2 separate regions of the Canis lupus genome follow, and region 1 is linked to region 2. The links are chromatin contacts, called in public Hi-C maps. All regions are on one chromosome and are shown on one strand. The core of a region is the stretch at or near the end of the contact, and the rest is flanking DNA. Distances in the headings are between cores, read along the strand shown.

Region 1 (4,493 bases), core at 389-2,888, 440 kb after region 2:
ATATATATATTTATAGCCCTTATTCACCAAGCCCCATTCACTAAACACTTCCATGTACAAATAATTATCTAATTACGGTCACACAACCCTGTTATCAGTCAGGCTGATATGTTATGAAGTGCTATGTTGAAGGCTATGTGGTGAGCTAAGTTCATTGCATGTTCCTGTGTGCCCAGAACATGAGCAGAAAAATATGTGACTTCTTTTTTTGGGAAAATTCTTTTTTTTTTTTTTTCCAATTTATGTTTGTGAGTTTGAAGGCATCTCTCCTTGTCAAGCTTTTTTTTTTTTTTTTTTTTTCCCCTTTTTCTTCCCCCTATAATGGTTTATTCTGAGAGTCCTGGAGAAGGAATGGACTCTTCCAGCAATAAGAGGTATTTTAGCCAAGTAGAAAAACTACATGTGAATTAGGGATATTGTAGAGCAAATTCTTGCACTGGGGCTGGGGTGAAGGGTGGGTAGGATGAATGAGCTGATCTGAAATTGTGTGAGTTCATGCAAAGGATGGATGTCAGGCCTAGAGAGGTGGTAAGGAGCTCCCAGTTCAGGGTCAGGTCTCAAGAAGGAGACAGGGGTCAGAGTGGAGCCCTGGTACCCCATGGACAAGGCCTCTTAAGTACCTTACTTGCCCCTTGGGGTCAGTGAATGTTCATATGTGTCCACTGGGTGGTGCTCAGGGTGCTCAGAAATTTGGTTAAACATTATTCTGGGCATTTCTGTGGGGATGTTTTTGGATGAGATTAATATTTAAATCAATGGCTGACTAAAGCAGATTGCTCTCCCAATGTGAGTGGGCTTTATCTGATCAGTTGAAGGCATGAGTAGAACAAAAGTGTTGACCTGCCTTTGAGCGAGAGGGAGCTCCTCCTGCCAGACTGCCTTCAAGGTGTGACATCATCTTCTCCCCCTACTTTTAGATTGGAACTGTAGCAGCAGCTTTCCTGGGTCGCAGACCTGCCGACCTGGGCTGGAACTATACCATCAGCAGCTCTTCTGAGCCCCCAGCTTGCTGACTTGTAGATCTTGGGACTTAGCCTCCATAGCCATATGATCCAATTCCTTAGTGTGGATATGTAGATATAATGTATATACACATTATAAATGTACGTACTATTGGCTCTGTCTGGAGAACCTTGATTAACTCAGGCAAACAGATCCCCTGATTAGCTGGCACTTCTAGGCTGCAGCACGTGGGTTGGGCAGGTTTCAGCAGACTGGCCCAGCCCTGCAACACAGAAAAGCGGGTGCCGCCTGGGGGACGTGGAGACAGGAGACCCGGGAAAAGGAGAGGCATCAGGGAATATGGGGGGGCACAGGTCTGCTACACATGTAATAACTCACGTAGGGGCTACAATTATCCCCATTCCACAGATGAGGAAGCCGAGGCACAAGGGGATTAAGTCATCAGTGACCCCAACTCAGACTTGGAAGCTTCAGAGCCAGCATTCAGACCCAAGCAATTGGACTCTGGAAGAAAGAGGTGATATAGCCTGTAAAGCTACAGGTAAAGGGAGTAATAACCAGTCATTAACACGTCCTCAGGGTGGGACGTGCATAGCGGGACACAGGCAGGGAGAGGACGGGAGAAATGCGTGGAGAGGGAGGGCGGGGCTGGCCAGGGCGATCTCCAGTGCGAGCTGCAGGGGGTGGCGGGAGGGACGATCTCTGCCGGGTCCCGGTGGGTGGTCTTCCTCGGGGCCGCAGACATTCCGCGGGGGACGCTGTCCCCAGGAGCCCGCGGCCCCCGGAGGACGCTCGAGGCTCGGCCGGCGCAGTGCCCCGCAAGGCCGCCAGGGGGCGCGCCAGCCTCGGGCACCGAGGAGCCCGCGGTATCGGGGAAGCCGGGCGAGCCAGGGGACCCCTCCGGGCTGGGTGCGGAGAAGGGGCGCCCCGGGAGGCGCTTCCTCTGAGCCCGCCGGCTCCGCCTCACGTTAAAGCCTCCCCCCCGCCAGGAAATGTGCATATGGGGCGTCCCCACTCCCCTGCCACCCCTTACCTTCCCTCCCCAGCCCCTCCAACCCCTATCTCTGCAGCCTGACAGTGCCGGGGCAAGGAAGTAGTCTTGTTGGGGCCGGGAAAGAATGTAAATCGGGACAAGTAAACAACATCTGAGGCAGTCTCTCAAATTTAAAATCTGGGCTGTGCTCTTGTTTGCTCTGGATTGAGTACAATTATTCTTAAGAGGGGGATGGTGAAGTACAGACGCATACATTAAAAGCAAGTTTTGTGGCGCACCGCCTTCACGCACAGATCAGTCCAGTCCCTCTGCTTCGAATACTTGCCCGCCTAGGCGAGCTCCTCCTGAGGGCCACCGCCTCCAGGAAGCCCCCAGGGGCAGGAGGACCCTCTGAATGTTCACACAGTCAGGGTCTCCCAGTGGCCTGCTCATGGGGCCGAGTTCTTCCCCAGGGCAATGCCCAGGGCATATACTGGCAGGGGCCAGGGCCTGTCTGTGCGCCAAACCCCAAATCCTAGCGCAGGGGGCACCGTCACATGCCCCTCTGCTCCCCAAGGTAACTAGTGCCTCAAGCTCACTGTTTCCAGAGAAAGGATAGTTCTTCTTTCCTCCATTTGGAAATGTAGGTTGAAGTCTGCTTGGAGCACTGCGAGCCCAGTCACTGACCTGGAATTCCTAGAGCCACGTTGGTCTCAGCCTTCAGGTCTGAGTTGGCTATAGGTGGATGCCTTTGGGGTAGGGGGCTTGCAGCAGATTGGGCCATTTGGTGAAGAGGGAAGTGGTAAAAGACTAAAGGGATTCATGTCCCTTGCAGGCACTCTCCTGGAACCTGGGAGTGAGAGTTTACAGAAAAGAAAAAAGGTCAGGAGGGGGCCAGTTCTCAGGAAGAGGGAGACATCGGAGCCAGGATCACATGTGTAATCAAACATAATTCAGATATACACCCATCGATTGGATCAAGAGACCGAAGATTTCGGTCCTGGCATCTTTGCTGCTTTGGTCAACTTTTTTACACTACGACCTCGTCTATTTCTCCATTGGTAAAATGGCAACAAGTTACTGTGGTATGTGGTATAAGGTGCTGAGGGTGAGGGGTGCAAAGGGCAGTGGCACAGCCTGCAGACCTGCCTCTGCCTTTGCCTCTGCCCAGGCAGTCATTTTAAGCACCAGTTTCCTCACACAGATAGGGAACAGCAACAATTCCTAGGACCAAACAGCATTTATCTCAAGAATGGAAATGTCCTGGACTATCAAGAAGCCTGTTGTTGTTTTTTCTTTAAAGACTTTATTTATTTATTTATTTATTTATTTATTTATTATTTATTTGAGACAGAGAGAGATAGTGAACAGGAGGGAGGGGGAGAGAGAGAATTTGAGGCAGACCCCACATAGAATCCCACGTGGGGCTTGATCCCATCACCACAAGATCATGACCTGAGCGAAACCAAGAGTCAGATGCTCAACCACCTGAGCCACTGGGTGCCCCAAGAAACTTGACTGTTTTATATGCCGAAATCTACAGGAAAATTTAGGAAATATATGGTTACCTTAATAGACTCTGAACAGTCATTTATAATTCAGTCATCATTACTGAAAGGAAATTCAAGGTATATCAGGAGCAGAATAATTCACAGTCCAGACTATAAAAATATAAGTCAATACCATTCTTTTCATTTTGACAATTAAGGCATTCTCGTTAAAATCAGTAAAAACCAGAATGCAGGGTCTTTTAAAAAATTTAATAATCTGAAGTTCTGGACATTTTTTTAAAAAAAGATTTTATTTATATATTCATGAGAGACACAGAGAAACAGAGACATAGGTAGAGGGAGATGCAGGCTCCCCGCGGGGAGCCTGATGCAGGACTGGATCCCAGGACTCTGAGATCACACCCTGAGCTAAAGGCAGACACTCAAGCACTGAGCCACCCAGGTGCCCTGGAGTTCTGGACATTTTAATAAAGAAATACATTAGGAATAAGATTTTTTTTTAAAGATTTATTTATTTTGGGAGGAGGGGCAGGAGAGGTTTGTTTCTCTGTTTTTGTTTTTGTGGGTTTTTTTTTTTTTTTTTAGAGAATCTTAAGCTGACTGCACTGAGCAGAGTTAGTCATGGGGCTCAATTCTACGACCCTGAGATCATGACCCTGAGATCACGACCCTGAGATCAAGGCCTTCAGGCTCTCAACCAACTGCGCCACCCAGGCGCCTCAGAAACAAGATTTTTTTAACACTTGGAAAGAAGGAAAGGTTTTTTTTTAATTGTCATTATTTGAAAATGTTATGATTTGATACTAGAAATTAAAAAAACAATCACTTGCAAATACTATGCTAAGAATGAGATAGTAAATAAGGTGGTTGGATACAACAGAAATATATTACAAAAATGTTACTCTGTGTGCCAACAATTATGAGCTGGAAAGTAAAAGGGAAAAATTCCATTTGCAAAAATAACAAAGTATGAAATGCCTAAAAATAAAAGTAACAGAAAATGTGTGAGCGCTCCATGGGAGATAAATTAAAAGTTCACTGAGAAA
Region 2 (4,576 bases), core at 384-2,883:
CACCCAGGTGTCCCAATGTCTGCCCTTCTAAGTAGGGTGGAGTGACGGAGTGGAATGGAATGATGAAAAAACACATAATAGATAAATAAAATCAGCAAGTTAGAAAGCGACACTTGCTATGGAAGAATCAAGAAGGGAGCCTGACGTGGGAGTTGATCCCAGGTCTCCAGGATCACACCCTGGGTCAAAGGCAGTGCCAAACCGTCGAGCCACCTGGGCTGCCCCAAAGTCTAATTCTTTTTTTTTTTTTTATTTTTTTTCTAAAGTCTAATTCTTTTTTTTTTTAATTTTTATTTATTTATGATAGTCACACAGAAAGAGAGAGAGGCAGAGACATAGGCAGAGGGAGAAGCAGGCTCCATGCACCGGGAGCCCAACATGGGATTCGATCCCGGGTCTCCAGGATCATGCCCTGGGCCAAAGGCAGGCGCTAAACCGCTGCGCCACCCAGGGATCCCTAAAGTCTAATTCTTAACTAGATTTTTAGCCAGTCCACTCATGTACGCTTGACCTCTGTCCCTACTTTTATTTATTTTTTATTTTTTATTTTATTTATTTATGATAGTCACAGAGAGAGAGAGAGGCAGAGACACAGGCAGAGGGAGAAGCAGGCTCCATGCACCGGGAGCCCGACGTGGGATTCGATCCCGGGTCTCCAGGATCGCGCCCTGGGCCAAAGGCAGGCGCCAAACCGCTGCGCCACCCAGGGATCCCTGTCCCTACTTTTAGAGGTCCTTGGCATCACCAATTCCATGTGTTTTGAGGGGTCCTGCATAAAATCATGCTATTATTAGACCCGGTTGTCCAGCCTTTGCTCACACTTCTGACCTCGCCAAGTCAGGAGACCTGAGCACCACTTCCCTCACTGACTTGTCTAGCAAACGTACTCAATAAATATATGTTATGACACTCTCAAACAGAATAGCTTCCTTCCTTTTCAAATCTCTACCCTGGAAAGGACTCATTTTTCTTTTCTAAGGGAAATTGGATGAGAACTAATTGTATTTGAAGGTTTTTTTGGTTTTCTTTTCTAAGGCTGTCTTGTTGCTCTTTGAGATCCTTAGAAAGCCCTATAGAGCCAGACCTGGCAAAGATTAGGTCCTGAAGTTCAAAACATGGTGAGTAATTGACAGTCTGCAATGAGGGTAGAAGGCAGCAGGTCAAAGGCTGCTTGTCTGTAGGTTGTCTGTAGTCCAGGAAGGAGACAGCTGCATGTTGAAATCTGTCTGGACATAGCCAAGACTGTGAGAGTGTCTCTGGTCATCTGGGGTCAACCTGGGGTTTCTGGGCTACCTGGTCATTTCCCAGGCTTTGAAAAACTAATTTATTTAAGTATGGAGCTGTATTAAATAAAAAAACGCCCCCCCCATTAATAGTTTGCCATTGTATTCTTTTAGAAAAAAAGTGCATATATAAAGCTACATAAATATTCTTTTTCAACTCTTTTCATTGTGAAATATAACGTACAGAAAAGCACGCAAAACATAAATGTATGGCTTAGATAATCATAAATCAAAAACTCAGGGAAGCACCTGTCAAGTCAGGAAGCCACACCAGCATCCTGGGCAGTGGGGGCAGCCCTGACAGCAAGGTGAGAGGCGGCAAAGCAGGTGCTGCCTGAGAACCACCTGACTCCGTTATGGCTGGTACATTGTAATAGGAGGGGCCTGAGAAGGGATGCAGGCAGGTGAGATCTTGGAGAGTCCTCTGTGCCAGGGGAAAGAGGGGAGCCTCCCATCTCTGACCCCAGATAGGGGTCCAGCCCTCCTCTTCACTCTCAGCTCATCTTCTAAATCTGGCAAATAACCCACAGAAAGTATGATGTTCCTTCTCTGAGGCTAGAAGATTAGAATAGAAAATCCCAGCTTTTGATCAAGCACATAAAACTCCTGACACTGGATAAAAACAGACTCTTTTAGGTAAAGATGAAAAGATTTGGGAACACAAAAGAAAATGGAGCGAGAAAATGAGAGGAACATTGCTTCCAGTAACGGGAAATGTATGCCAAGAGGAGTTTCATGTTTGTGGCGAGATTGGAGAGGACATCAGAGGGGCCACTTGGAGTCCAGGAATACTGCTTTCAGATGAACTCAGGACTCAGAGGTAGGCACTCAGGAAAGAGAATGTTAGGTATAACTTTTTATTTTAATTTTTTTAAAGATGTATTTATTCATGGGAGATACACAGAGAGAAAGGGAGAGACACAGGCAGAGGGAGAAGCAGGCTCCATGCAGGGAGCCCGATGTGGGACTCAATCCCGGATCCTGGGATCACATCCTGAGCCAAAGCAGACTTGAGCTCAACCGGTGAGCCACCCAGGCATCCCTTAATTTATTTTTTAGAATAGTCTCTTAATAAAAAAAAAAAAATTAGTCTCTTAATTATTAAAGAAGTCACAACCCCAAAGTCAAGAGTCATGTGTTCTACCAACTGAGCCAGCTAGGTGCCCCAAGAATGTTAGGTACAGCTTGATGTGAGATTTAAACATGAAAATGAAATGTCCTTTTAGAATAAAATGTAAGTTACTAAAATTGGGGGCACTTGGGTGGCTCAGTTGCTTAAGCATCTGCCTTTGGCTCAGGTCATGATCCTGGGGTCCTGGGATAGAGCCTCGAGTGGGGTTCCCTGCTCAGTGGGAAGTTTCCTCCCTCTCCCTTTGCCCCTCCCCCTGCTCATGCTCTCTCTCTTAAATGGGTAACATTTCTAAAAATCTTTTTTTTTAAGTTACTAAAATTGACTCAAAAGGAAATGGAAAACCCGAATAAACCCACTAACTCTAGAGGATAGGAGGAAGGTCCTCAAAGGTCTTATTTACCCAAATTTTGGACCCAGATGGACAATAGTATGGAAATGTAGCTAATCTTCAAGAAAGGCTGTTGATAATTTTTACATTCTAGAATCTAGAGCATGAGAAAATGTTATAAACCTAGTATAGGGATCCCTGGGTGTCTCAGCGGTTTAGCACCTGCCTTTGGCCCAGGGTGTGATCCTGGAGTCCCGGGATAGTCTCATGTCAGGCTCCCTGCATGGAGCCTGCTTCTCCTTCTGCCTATGTCTCTGCCTCTCTCTCTGTCTCTCATGAATAAATAATTAAAATCTTAAAAAAAAAAAAAACCTAGTATAACCCCCTTATCACAGCTTGTCCAAATGAATGATTTTTTTAAAAAGATTTTGTCTATTTATTCATGAGAGACACAGAAAGAGAGTAGCATAGGGAGAAGATACTCCCTATGGGGGAGCCCAATGTAGGACTCAATCCCAGGATCCCTGAGCCGAAGGCAGACACTCAACCACTGAGTCACCCAGGTGTCCCCAAATGAATGTTTCTTTTAAAGATTTTATTTATTTATTCATGGGCAACACACAGAGAGAGGGAGAGACAAAGGTAGAGGGAGGAGAAGTAGGCTCCCCGTGGGAAGTTCAATGCGAGACTCAATCCCAGGACTCCAGGATCACACCCTGAGCCAAAGGCAGACTCTCAACTGCTGAGCCACCCAGGCGTCCCTGACTTCAGCATCTATTCCTGACTTAATGACAAAACTCTAAAGCCATCTTCAAATAGATAAACCTTAACATTACAAAAAACTTTGAAGAGGAGGCACCTAACTGGCTCAGTGGGTAGAGCTCAGTGGGTAGAACTCACAACCCCTTTATCGCGGGGTTGTGAGTTCAAACCCCATGATAGGCATAGAGATTACTTAAAAACAAGATCTTTGGGGCATCTGAGTGGGCTCAGTCGGTTAAGCATCTGCCTTTGGCTCGAATCATGATCTCAGCATCCTAGGATCGAGCCTGGGCTCTCTGCTCGGGGGATGAGGGGTTGCTTCTCTGTCCCTCTGCTGCTCCCTCTGCTTATGATCTCTTGCCCTCTCTCAAATAAATAAATAAAATCTTTTTAAAAATGAAAAGATCTTTAAAGACATGAAGAATCCAATAGCAAATGCCAAACCATCAAATACCAGATTTATTCCCATTAAAATCAGGAGCAAGGGAGAGGTATCCACTAACACCTGTCATTGTGGTTAAACAAAACGAACATGGGCATGGATCTCCATCCATTGACTAAAGTTTGCAGGAAGTAGCATGCTCAATTTTTTTCTGCTTTTTAAATAATCCCCTTGAATTTTAGCAGTGAGTCCTCATTTCACCAGGCAATTGAAGTTTACTCTTGGCCATTACGGGAGCCTCCTTGCTGCCAGGGTTTACCATCTCAGTTGCAGGAGGGGAGTGTCCAGAGTGCCAAAGTCTCCAGGGAGGGCAAGCAGGTGGCCGGGGTTTCAACATAGGATTTGCCGAGATGTACTTTGGTCTAGTCATTAAGTGTTGGTCTCTACATGTAGCTGTGGTGTTGTCCGTTGTTCTTAGCTGCACATTTCCTTGCTTTTTTAAACTGAGGTGTAGTTGACACACAACGTTTCAGTTGTACAACATAGCAATTCAACAATTCTATGCATCATGCAATGCTTGCCGTGAATGTAGCAGCTGCATATTTTCTTTTTTAAGACTTTATTTATTTATCATAATAGACACAGAGAGAGCCAGAGATATAGTCAGAGGGAGAAGCAGGCTCCCAGCA

Evidence for each region. A called contact is a pair of places that touch in the nucleus more often than the background predicts.
Region 1: a Hi-C map of skin fibroblasts shows a contact between it and region 2, with 7 times the contacts expected there. The contact joins two enhancer-like sites. A contact is called at or near these places in 2 of 9 Hi-C or Micro-C datasets (amygdala and skin fibroblasts).

The regions. Positions count from the first base shown.
Region 1 is chr24:17,396,398-17,400,890 of UU_Cfam_GSD_1.0, forward strand. No RefSeq gene overlaps it. Among named protein-coding and RNA genes, the nearest start is that of PRNP, 99 kb to the left of the region's middle. Within about 2 kb of position 1,639, at least 3 of the 20 cell types and tissues checked have an H3K27ac peak or open chromatin away from gene starts, as enhancers often do.
Region 2 is chr24:16,957,193-16,961,768 of UU_Cfam_GSD_1.0, forward strand. No RefSeq gene overlaps it. Among named protein-coding and RNA genes, the nearest start is that of TMEM230, 22 kb to the left of the region's middle. Within about 2 kb of position 1,634, at least 2 of the 20 cell types and tissues checked have an H3K27ac peak or open chromatin away from gene starts, as enhancers often do.